Linked DNA regions of Zea mays: region 2 is linked to region 1. Evidence: chromatin contacts called from public Hi-C data. All regions are on one chromosome and are shown on one strand. The core of a region is the stretch at or near the end of the contact, and the rest is flanking DNA. Distances in the headings are between cores, read along the strand shown. Region 1 holds the start of LOC100304031. Region 2 holds the start of LOC103632351 (F-box protein At1g47056).

What was found. A called contact is a pair of places that touch in the nucleus more often than the background predicts.
Region 2: a contact with region 1 is called in a Hi-C map of leaf, with 2.6 times the contacts expected there. The contact joins the promoter of LOC103632351 here to the promoter of LOC100304031 in region 1. A contact is called at or near these places in 6 of 25 Hi-C or Micro-C datasets (ear, leaf, leaf mesophyll and 1 more) and 1 of 3 datasets of contacts at active chromatin or transcription factors (leaf).

Annotation. Positions count from the first base shown.
Region 1 is chr7:49,596,363-49,602,690 of Zm-B73-REFERENCE-NAM-5.0, forward strand. LOC100304031 reads left to right here and starts at 3,281. Exons shown (of 3, transcript NM_001364710.1): 1 at 3,281-3,560; 2 at 4,554-4,619; 3 at 5,576-5,765. The coding sequence starts at 3,398. The coding sequence ends at 4,588.
Region 2 is chr7:49,778,527-49,784,854 of Zm-B73-REFERENCE-NAM-5.0, forward strand. It overlaps LOC103632351 (F-box protein At1g47056), which reads left to right and starts at 2,509. Exons shown (of 1, transcript XM_008654167.3): 1 at 2,509-4,521. The coding sequence starts at 2,524. The coding sequence ends at 4,206.

The DNA.
Region 1 (6,328 bases), core at 2,031-4,530:
TGTTTGACCTTCGTCGCCACCTTAAGCCGAAGCTGTCATCCTTCGGCTCTTTTACACATGTTCGAATAAATTCGACATTCGATCTTGTCACTTACATACAGCATCTTCGCGGTGCTTAGAATGAGGACCTTCGGCAGAGAAAAAGAACCCCAACAGTAAGATCGATGGATGGCAATATAATGGTGATAGCAAATAAAAACACATCAAAGGATGGAATTAAGACAAAACTTGTAAGGCGACAAAAGGGGGAAAGAAATTAAGGGAGAGATAGGTAACACACCGCTTTCAAACTGGGTTGGAAAAGGGGAGACTTTTAAAGGGTAAGTTCAAAGTAAACATTTAGGTAAATACATAAATATCGCAAGGGTCAAAGGGAATATGTCACACCCGGTTTTGGAAGGAATACCGAATGCGAACAATGTACGTGCTAGGACCAGAAATTCACGTACACAACGATTACATAATTGGACATCATCAAACATTGCTCAAAGTTATAGCGGAAATATGTAATTTATTACATCACAATGTCCAAAACATCCACAATGTCATTAATTTAAGTCATAATTAAAGTGCTAAACGAAACATAGTAGGATAAGGCCTTCATAGGAAGCTGACTGGGGGTTTGCCACTAATCTAATCTAGAACTCGTCGAAGTCCTGAAACTCCTGAAAGTCCTCATGTTGCCTTCATCTTCTCTTGAGCACTGGTTGCAATGGGGACAACCTGGGTTTGGTGTTTTTAAGCAAGGGTGAGTACACATCAACATACTCATCAAATGTTCCGTTTGGCTAAAGTGGACTAGCTGTATGTGGGGTTGAGCATAAAGCAGTTGCTTTTAGTTGGTCAAATATTTATTACTAGTAGAGAGCCAAGGATTATCAATAATCCCAAGTTATTAACCCAAGTAGTACTCCCTCCAAGAGGAAATACCAAATACCATAAATATAATCATTATCATTAAGCATCATCATAAAAAACATGCAGAGTAACTGTAATCAAAAGAGCTCCCAAGGCTGCTCATAACCGTGAGCACGACTGATATACCAGTTTCTAACACTCTGTAGAGGTTGCACACTTTACCCACGAGTCGTGATCCCTTTTTGCCTCAGGTCGATCAAGCCCTCAAACACTACCAAGGTGAATTTGGTATATTTAGAGAAGAAATTTTATACCCCCAAATTCAGGGTGTTACAAACCTATCCCCCTTAAATAGAATCTTGCCCTCGAGATTCAGGGTTGGCTAGCAAAGAGCTCGGGATACTTGGCTTTCAGATCATCCTCTCTTTCCAGGTTGCTTCTTCCTCTGAATGGTGGCCCCACTTGACTTTGCACATTCTGATGATGCTCCTTCGAGTGACTCTGTCTGCTATCTCCAGAATCTGCGTTGGCTTCTCGATATATGGCAGGTCCTCTTGAACTTCGTGATCTTCAGTTGGCAATTGCTCTTCTAGCACTTGCAAACATTTCTCAGCTGAGAGACGTGGAACACATCATGCACTATTGACAGACTTTCTGGTAGGTTGAGCTGATATGCCACTACTCCACGTCTTGACTTAATCTGGTACGGTCCAATGTATCGAGGTGCTAATTTGCTCTTGACTCCGAACCTTCTAACTACTCTGATTGGTGACACCTTGAGGTAAACATAATCTCCCACTTCGAAACTCAACTATGTTCTTCTGGTGTCGACATAACTTTGTTACCTGGACTGCGCTGTCTTCATGTTCTCCTGAACCATTCCGATATTCTCTTTGGCTTCAAGAAAAATGTCTGGACCGAATACCTGCCTTTTGCCGGGTTGGTCCCAGTGCAATAGAGTTCAACAATTCCTCCCATAGAGTGCTTGGAACAGTGACATCTTCAAATTGGCCTGATGACTATTGTTGTATGAGAATTCTACATAAGGTAACCTCTTATCCCAACCTGACTTGTCCTGCAAAGCACAAGCCCTCAACATGTCTTCTAGGATCTGGTTGGTTCTCTCGGTATAACCATCTGTCTACGGGTCATAAGCTGAACTGAAATTCAAATGGGTACCCAAGGCTTCATGCAATTGTTGCCAAAAGTGAGGAGTAAACTAGGTTCCCTAGTCGGACACTATCTTCTTCGGAACACCATGTAAGCATACAATCCGAGACATGTATAACTCTACCAACATTGTAGTGCTTTAGCTAGTCTTGACTGGTACGAAATGAGCCGCCTTTGCTAAGCTATCCACTAATACCTAGATGGAGTCATAACCGGCTCGAGTGCGAGGCAAACTGACTATAAAGTCCATCCCAATGTCATCCCACTTCCATTTAGGAATCTGCAATGGCTGCAACAAATCTGCGGGCCTTTGATGCTCCGCCTTAATTCTCTGACAACTATCACATATGGCAACATACTCCGCGATCTCCCTTTTCATACCGTACTACCAGAATCTTTTCTTCAGGTCTTGGTACATTTTCTCGCTGTCAGGGTGTATGAAATAGGCCATTTCGTGGGCTTCCTTGAGAATTGTAATACCCAACTGGTGGTGATAATAAAAGTGAGAGTAATCTTCATATATGTGTTGTCCTCCCCTTATTGGAACATGTGAATAACTATATTTAAAGTGAATAATTAACTAATGACGCCTAAAATAATCTATGCATCATGTTGGAGGTTATTTGTTTGTGCATTTATAACTAATAGTAATAATATTAATGGATATATATTAGTGTCCAAATTAGGATTTAACCTAATTTGCAATTTAAAAGTTGGAAATAACATAGAAAGGGAAAGAGAAAAAAATTACTACACAATACAAAATAAATATATAAATAAATAAATTCCTTCCTTATTGGTATGTTCAATTTGTACATTTAATCTAAGTACAAGTTCACAACCAAGTTTTAATTAAAATTTGAACTCTAAAAATAAAAAGAAAAGAAAACAGAAAAGGAAAAAAAGAAAAAAATGAAAACTGCGCTTGGGCCGATTTGCGCCAGCCCACTAATGAACTCCCGCGCGGCCCTCCTTTTCTTCGCGCCAGCGCTGTGACAACCGGGGGCTACTGGTCTGCAGCCACCACTTCCTTTCATTCGCACGCGTGAGCCAACTGACAAGTGGGGCCCACTAGTAGCCACACGCGTGCGCGCACCAACCACTTTCTCTCTCTGACACGTGGGGCCCTCATGTCCCCTGTTCTCTTCCCGAGCGGACTTCGCGGTCGAGTTGTTGCGCCGCCCCAGGATTCTAGCTGCCCTTGGACCACCTCGTCCCGGCTACAAAGGTGGATCAAACTCCCGTGCTTCCTCTCCCATAACCCATCCGAGTGCCACGTTCAACCAGGTGTGGGTGTGAAGTTCGCCGGTAGCCGAGAGGAGGGATGTGTCCGTCGCACTTGAATTCCGGTGTTGCCAGCAGTCAGTGAATGGGAGGGGCCTCGACGGGTTTGTCGTCGTGCGAGAATCACGCACACCCGACTCCTCGAACGAGGAAGACTCTGGACGCCGGAGAAATTGTTTGCCGGAGCATCAAGGTCCGTCGCGGTACTCGGACTCCCGCAGGCAGTACTCGGCTCTGCGTAACCCTCGGTATGCAAACCTCCCCCGTGCTCACCATGTCCTTATCAACGTGTTGCGTATCTCAATTTGGAGCTTGCGCTCGACTGGGTCACTCGCTGGCATGATCGCCGCCATAGCGCGGTCGGTGCCGCCATGGCGACATCTGAGAGAAGGGGGAAACAGAGAGATCACGTGCTCCATAGGATCCATCACGGACGGTCATGATTAGATCATGACATACCAGTTCACTCAATTAGATCTAGAGCATTGATGCGGTAATGAATGTCTTAGATCAAGGTCGGGCCGTGGTCGTCCCTCATCCGTTGAGATCGGATCTAACGATCGGGGCGAGTTACCTATTACTTAACGCGTGGGTTTAATCCGGAGCGTCGCGTTGAGATCAAACGACGCTGGTTCCATACCGGTTCACTTTATATAACGTTTAATCCTAAGCGCTCAGTTCTGATCGGACGACCGAAATTGATCCATACCCCTTCGCTGCGCCCTAATTGTGTAAGAGCCCCTGTAGTTTCACCGATTCAACCCACAGTCCGCCTTAGCTTTAGGAGTATTACTTTTAGGTCCTGTTTTTAGTGTTTTAACCACTAATCTTTCCAGTAATTATGGACGTCGTCCCAGGGAATAAGTAAACCGAATAAATGGATACAGAAATTGATTTTTAGTACAAAATTAATTCCAGGAACTTGTTTAATCCATAGAAAATTCATTTCCACTCCTTTTTAACCCATTCTAGTTGCATTAATTTGGTATTAATATTGTTTATCACTTGCTAACTCTGTTTTAGCATGAAACCTAGATTAAAATGTATCACTTAGTTATTCGTGTACCAAACACATACAGACTTCAGAAAAATCATAACTTGATATCCGTAACTCTAAATTTAGCGATTCTCGAACCTACAATCTCATTACGATGCGTAAATTACTATTATGTATTCTATTCTCATGATTGGTGTGATGTTAATTTCTCCTATACCATGTTTGTTTGTATTGCTTCGAGTAGACGAACAAGTGACCGAGGACCCAGGTGTTCAGTAGGTGGAAATTGCTGAGCAGGAGCTCATTGAAGGCAAGTTGTGCCCTTCACCACTTTTATTTTTCCAATAATGTTCTCTATAATCATTTTGTCATGCATAGGCTTAATTTTCATGGGACCCAATAGGTCACCCTAGTTTGGTCATCTTTACACCTTGTTTACCCCTAAACTTTTGAGTAGCTTGGCTATTGCTATATGTGGTTTTGGGTGTTGAGATAACTATTACACATGGTCATTATTTATTATTATTGTTCTATTTTGTTCATGATAAGACTATTATGTTAATTGGAACATGGAGCTTAACTTGAGAAACATGTGCCACCACAAGGCTGGAATGGGACGCCCTTGGCTGACTAATTAGAAAAGCTAGTGGAGGACTACCTTACCCGAAAGGGGCAAGGCAGTAGGGGAGTTCTCAGTGTAGGGAGGTTCTCGGGTTGATTTTGCTACGATGGCGGTCGGACGGGGGATTCCTGCATTGCGCTCCCTAGAAACTGTAGCGGGTTTTCTTAAGCTAGTGGAACTTTGTAAAGGCCTCGTAATGTTACCCTGCCTCGTCTCCTCGGTAGAGATGAATGGGACTTCTAGACCCCTTGGCAAGCGGGTGACATGACTTGTGGGTAAAGGGTACAACCTCTGCAGAGTGTAAAACTGGTATACTAGTCGTGCTCGCAGTCATGAGCAGCTTAGGACTCTCGCATGATTAATTTATGGAATTAAACTCAATTTGTCATTTGCATCGCATTGTGGTTTTATTATTAATTTTTATCTATTACTACTCTGGTTTGGTATCTACTTACATTTAGTAACTGCTAATAAAATTTGACCAACTTATTAAAAGCAATGCTTAGCTTTAACCATTATTTGTTGATCAGCCTTACACTTCACATGAGCTCCCACCTTTGGTGAATTCATGCACATTATTCCCCACACCTTGTTGAACTATGATCTTTTGTGAGCTCACCCTTGCGATATATAACCCCCCATAGGTGAAGAGCAGGTAGTCCAGGAGGAGGCCTATAATGAGGAGTACGAGCTTATCTAGGTGGCGTCTCCCAGTCAGCTTTATGGTGCCAATGAATAATGCTTAGTTTGCTTTATTATTCTCATTTATTTTTTAAGACTTCCGCTATGTAATAATGATATTTGTGACATTTATCTCTATACACTTTGTCATTATATGTGATGTTCTTTTTTGGCGCACATATGAGACGCACTCGGCTTTACCCCTTAAATCTGGGTGTGACAAGAATCAACTCCCGAATCGATTTGATGTCGGACACACATAGCCTATCTTTGAACCATACTACGCCATCTGCGTATTCCCGGAAGTCTTTACCTTTTCCGTCTAGGATTAGCTGCTGAATCTCATTGATCTTCTCAACACTTTTCTACCCATCCTTGTATCTCGTTCTAGAGTGGATTCCAGCTCAACTATCACTCCCTAAGTGCTATTCAGAAATCCGAGACTCAGACTGTCGAATTCCTTTGCTAGTTCATATGGCATCGGGCAAGCGACCATCATGTTGACTTGACTCTTTCTGCTCAAAGCATATGCTACCACATTAGTTTACCTGGTGATAATGTATCTCCAGCTCATAGTCTTTGATCAACTCCAGTCATCTTCGCTGCCTCATGTTTAACTCTAATTGGGTGAATATATAAATTAAGACTCTTGTGGTCTGTGTAAACCCTAAACCCATATAAATAGTGCCTCCAGGTCTTCAATGCATGAACCACTG
Region 2 (6,328 bases), core at 1,259-3,758, 180 kb after region 1:
TGGTTATTAAGATGACATTTTCTTTTAGAAAGAAAAGATAAAACTAAAAATATACATACATTTATGGTATAGATAATTGATTAATAATTAATTTATTTCCATGGAACTGATTAAATCATTTCATCCAAGCTATGTTATGTAAAATACTTTTGTAGTCGAAATTCCATATAACTTTCACTAGTGACAATCAAAAGTAGCGCTTATATTTTATGTTGTAGCAAATGGATGTCAATACGAGTAGACTAATGAAATGATTACAAATTAAGTTTATTCTAGATATTTTTATAAGTATGGTTTGTTCGGTATATGTCTATTCATGTAATGGTGTATGTTTATTCATGTAATGGTGTATGTTATTCATGTAATGATGTATGTTTATTTATTTGGTGAATATTTTCTTTTGTATGTACGATATGTGAATCTATATTAAAAGCTGAATTCGTGGTAGAAGACCAAAATATGTTTGAAGACGATCTACAAGACGCCTTTGAGCAAGACAAGTGAATTCTCCCTCTGCATTTCTGTTTGTATCCAAATAATGCATATAATAATGTTTACATTTGGATATTTGCATAAATTTGATGGAATTTGCCTAAATAGGATTTCCTAGAAATACAACCCTATTCCTTGATTACCCTGGGATAAATACTATGCTTAACAATTTGTGCTACTACTCAACTTGATAATTATGATGTCACTCTTTAATGATACTATTGTTTCAGAAATGAGATTTGTATTATAATGCTAACCCGATGGTTAAGCAAGATCATTTCATATTAAATGAAACATGGATATTAAATGAAACATGGAGTGACCACCCAGGATAACAGTGCAACCACGAGTGCTATCATGGCTCTGGCTTTGGTAAATAGCTTTATAGACATAGTGCTTAGCAACCCTACCTAAAAGATGGGCAAGAGGGGATGAAAGTGGTTTGGTGGCAGCTCATATTAACATAGGGTGGTAGTCTTGGCTAAGTTACCTCGCCTAGAGGGCCTTCAATACTGATGTGGAAACCTTAGTGGATGGCTATGTACTAAGAATATTTTGTGGAAGCCTCATAATGGATCCCTAGCCATTCACCTCGGCAGTGTTTATGTGTCCGTACAACCTAGGCTAGATGGGATACATGGCTTGTAGATAAAGTTGTACCACATCTGCAGAGTGTAAAATGATATGTGAGCCGTGCTCACGGTTAAGTGCAACCTGGACCCTCACATGATAACTGAACTTAAAGATGGAGAACAAATCGTGATCCGATGATTTATAAATGTTTTGCTTAAGTGGTTTCACTTAAATGTTTTTGATATAATCATATGCTTATGATTAATTGAGATATTTTAAGATACACTTACAATTAGTAAGATAGGCGTTGTTAATAAAATATTGACCAACTAAAATGCTTACCGATTATCCATAGCCTACCTTGTAAACCTTGTATAACTTCTCCCACTTACTGAGCCCCCACCATAAATAAGCTCACCCCTTGCTAATATTTTGATTAGAAGCTGATGAGGAAGACTGTGACGATGGTGATGACGAGTACTGAGTCTAGCGATGTGCGAGTCATCTTCTTGTGGAAGATTGCCCATGCTATATCCGTCGTACTTTGATGATGATACTATTTGAGGCTTTTATGTCTGGATGATGTAATAAAGTTATTATACACTCTTTACGCATTTATTACATTGTCTTTTGATATATTACACTTGTGACGTCAATATATATGTGATAAATAGATTCTGGCACATATATGCTATGTATTCGGTTTTGCCCATAGGACCGGGTGTGACACTCTACAAACAACGGCAAACAGTGCCATCTACGGTTTCATGCCTCCTATTTTACACAATTCACTGAAGAAAGTCAGAGTAAACCACATTTGTCACTACGATATACTCTCTTTGTCCCCGTTTATAATTCACTTAACTTTTCGACATCAAATTTGACCGAAGCCTCTTATTAAAAAATTCAAAAAAATCAAAATATTCAAAGTCATATTTAAGACAATTTAAGCGTATAGGATACTACCTCCGTTCACAAATAACACTGTTGACTTTTTTCGAAAACTTTGACCACTCGTTTTATTCATTATTTATTTAAAAATATAAGATTTTAAATCAAGCATAAACTAATAATAAGTCATTATTATTTTGAATAAGATGAATGGTTAATTTTTTTAAAGTCAATAATATCATATATTTATAAACGGAAGCATTTTTAATTTTGCTCTTTCGGAACATCAAGAGTATTTTTCTGATAGTATCCTTTATATTAAAAGGTCAAACAAAGCTTTCATCAAACGGGAAATTTAGAAAAAAGGATTTGCCATCGTAATTATGGAATTCGTAAGAGTAGCGGCGTCAATGGCTAATGTCATTGTTTTGCCCAAGCCCAAATCGCACGCGACTAGCCAGGCAAACCACAGAAATAAAGTAATTAATAGTAGTAATAATAATACAAAGAAAAAAAAGAAACTGGCGTGGAATTAGCCCACGGACAGGACAGTAGCATTTAATCGGGATGAATCCCTTGGTGGCGTCCGCAGCGTCCAGCCGTCCACCCAACCACTCCTCTCCTCCCCGGTCCTCCTCCCCTTCCTCGGCAGATCCGCCGCCGCCCGTTCCCATGGGCCAGTGCCTCTCCGCCCCGCGCCACCGCAAGCCCCCGCCCCTGCCTCTGTCGCCCGCGCTGTCCGTTCCGCCGCAGATCCTCTCTTCCATCGCCGACGCCGTCGGGGAGGATCACACCGCCGACCTCCCTGAGGAGCTCCTCGCCCTCGTCTTCGGTCTTCTCGGCTCCGGCGACCGCAAGCGATGTTCCCTCGTTTGCCGCCGCTGGCTGGTCGTAGAGGCCGCCTCCCGCTTCCGCCTCGCGATCGACGCCAGGGCATCGCCGCTCGCCGAATCCGCCCTCCCCCGCCTCCTCGCGCGCTTCCCCGCCGTCTCCAAGCTCGCGCTCAAGTGCGACCGCCGCGCCGAGAGCGTGGGCGACCCGGCCCTCGCGCAAGTTGCGGACCGCCTCGGCCCGGGCCTTCGGCGCCTCAAGCTCCGCTCCCTGCGTGCGGTCACCGACGATGGGGTCGCCGCGCTCGCCGCCGCGGCCGCCAACCTCCGCAAGCTCTCCGTCGGATCCTGCGACTTCGGGGCCAAGGGAATCGAGGCTGTCCTCCGCTCGTGCCTCCACCTCGAGGAGCTCTCCGTCAAGCGCCTCCGTGGCCTCGCTGAGTCAGAGCCCATCTCCGTCTCCAGCCCACGCCTTCAATCTCTATCGCTTAAGGATCTGTACAACGGCCAGTGCTTCTCCTGTTTGATCACTCAGTCGCCAAACCTCAAAACCCTCAAGATTATCAGATGCGCGGGTAACTGGGATATCGTGCTCCAGGACGTTCCAAGGGATTCTCTCCTAGCCGAGCTCCATCTCGAGAAGCTGCAGGTCAGTGACTGGGGTGTAGCTGCCTTATATGGGCTCGAGGTACTCTACCTTGCCAAGGCACCTGAGGTCACTGATATCGGATTAGCTGAGCTTGCTGCTAAGTCGCCACGCCTCCGCAAGCTGCATGTTGATGGTTGGAAAGCAAACAGGATTGGTGACCGGGGGCTTGCGGCTGTTGCACAGAAATGTTCCAGCTTGCAGGAACTGGTCCTCATTGGTGTGAATTTGACATCATTAAGTCTTGAGTTGATTGCAACGAACTGCCCCACCTTAGAGCGGCTCGCACTGTGTGGGTCCGACACGTTTGGTGATGCAGAGATGTCATGTGTCGCCTCCAAATGTTCTGCTTTGCGTAAGCTGTGCATCAAGGCATGTCCAGTGTCTGATGCAGGAATGAATAAGCTTGCTGAAGGCTGCCCACGCCTTGTCAAGGTTAAGGTGAAGAAGTGCCGTCGGGTGACCTCTGAGTGTGCTGAGCACCTCCGGGCTAGCAGGAATGGAGCTCTTGCTGTGAATTTTGACACACCTGGTGGAGCTGGTGAGTTGCAGGATGGTCGGAGTGTGGATGACAGTGGTGCGCTAGACAATGCCGGCAGTGATGTTTTGCCCGAGGATTTGGATGATCGGATAGGACCAGACCTTTCGAGTGGAAGCAGTGGCAGGCCATCAAGATGGAAAGCACTGATGGGTGCTTTGATGTTGAGGAGCTTTTCTGTTTCCATATTTCAAAGACAACCGCGTGGAGCCTGCTCTACAAGTCACGAGTCATGAAAATTGGATGACATGGTTATTCCTTGAGCCCTTTAAATTCTTTTATATTTGTATGTTCAATTAATTGGTGCTGTTATTTGTTGTATCACTGTTTGTCGTTGTGGATGGTACCATGCTTGTCATTCTGATTTCGGTTAAAGAATTTAGATATATTGCTAGACTTGTCAGTTGGAGCATACTTATTATTAATTGTCCTAGCAACAGGGATTCATGCGATTGCATGCTGTAATCTTCTTAGAAACAATTGTTTGGGCTGAAAAATATGATGTGGAAACAAGACTATCAGATCATTTCAAAAGTGTGATTTTTCTTGGATATTACTGTCCATTGTCGAAAATTCTTTTGTGCTTATGACATAAGTACCACTATGCTTATGTATCAATTGTTATGCATGCAAAGAAACTCCAGGTAGGAAATTTTGAGGGAGGAAATATTTTTTGTGCCACTTGTTCTTTGTCTGTGTTCAGAAGTTACATTGACATCTATTTTCTTTCCATTCATAAACTATTGATTATGGAAGAAATGACCTTGGATATGAAGTCAAATTACCTTGTTATTCCATTGTCCATACACATCGTAGATTCAGAGGGGATGTCTACTTTTAGCGCAACTAGAACAGGGTTATTAATTAAATCAATAGTAGCACAGTAAGATGCAAAAACGGGAAACATGAGAGGAGTAAAAATTTGATCTGCAGACACTAAAGTGGGCATGCTTGTGTGTTCATTTTTACAGATCAGTGTGAGGATCAATGTAAGGAAGCATTCAGATGATATGTGGAATATCAATAACCTTGCCTGTGTCTTGCTTGTTAGTGAAATTTATTAGATGCTGTAAAGATTGGTTATTAAAGCGGTAAAACGTTATGAACCAACTTTTTAACTTTTAAACGTTTAAATGAATGTTAAAACGTCTTTTCAGACTTGACATAGAAATTCAAATATAGAATAAGTTCATACATAAGTTGAGTTCACAAACCAAATAGCTAAAAAGAAACAGATCAAGTTCAACAACACAAGTTCAACCACATAAGTTACAACTTTTATGCATGATCAGTAACCATCATCGAACTCATCAATATGAAGACCATGAGCACGCCTTGATCATCACCATCTTTTTCACTATTGCTTCCTTCAATTTCATCTTCCACATCAAGAATATATTCCTCATCCTCGTCAATATGGTCTGCTGTGGGCGTAGTGCCAGAGTTCGTGGAGGGCCGAGGGCGGTCTGCTGTGGTCTGCTGGCTGAGGAGAGCAGCGGCTGCCGGCTGGGCTGCTGTGGGCGCGGCTGGGCTGCTGTGGGCGCGGCTGGGCTGCTGTGGGCGCCAGAGAGTAGCGGCTAGCTGCCTGGCTGAGGAGAGGAGAGGAGAGCGGCGGCTGGCGGAGGAGAGGAGAGAGGAGAGCACAGCGGCGGTCAGCTCATTAGAGGAGGGCGGCGGACGGCTGTGGATGAGGAGAGGTGAGAGGAGAGCAGAGCTGCGGCTGGCTGAGGGAGTGAGGGCGCCGCGTCCAACCTTGGCCAGTGCCAGGAAAGTGACCTAGAAAATGCTAAAGGCCAAAGGCGGGTAGAAGGTCCTTAAACGTCTAAAACGTCCTAAAACGTTATTTGGACGCTTAAACATCGTTTAAACACTCGAAACATACGTTCTACATCCTAAACCTAAAACGTTCGGACGTTACAACTTTTAAACACATTTTCTCGTTTAAACGACGTTTTAATAACAATGCTGTTAAGCAGTTTCAATTCAATAGATTCAGCAGGTGGATTCAACTGATAGGTTTTATTTTTCTGTTTATTCTCTAACACACGAGTTTATTCGTTGTGAACTACATTATTCTTGTTCTGTTGGCTGAGATCTGCATATAACATATACAATAACCTAAACTCGGATGGTCTGAAAAATAATCAGGGTGTTGCTACAGTCTCTTTAACATTACCGTCAAGCTTATCTGTATTCCATTTTGTTTCTGAGGTTTGATTGCCCCTCTTCTCTTTTCCTACATAGTATAACCGTGTTCTTTTGCACTTGTAAATGTTTTTCTGTCAGACTATTCTGTTCCACTGACTTGGTTGACATGGACCTGAATGGTTTTCTGAACTTTGACCCATTTCATTTGTG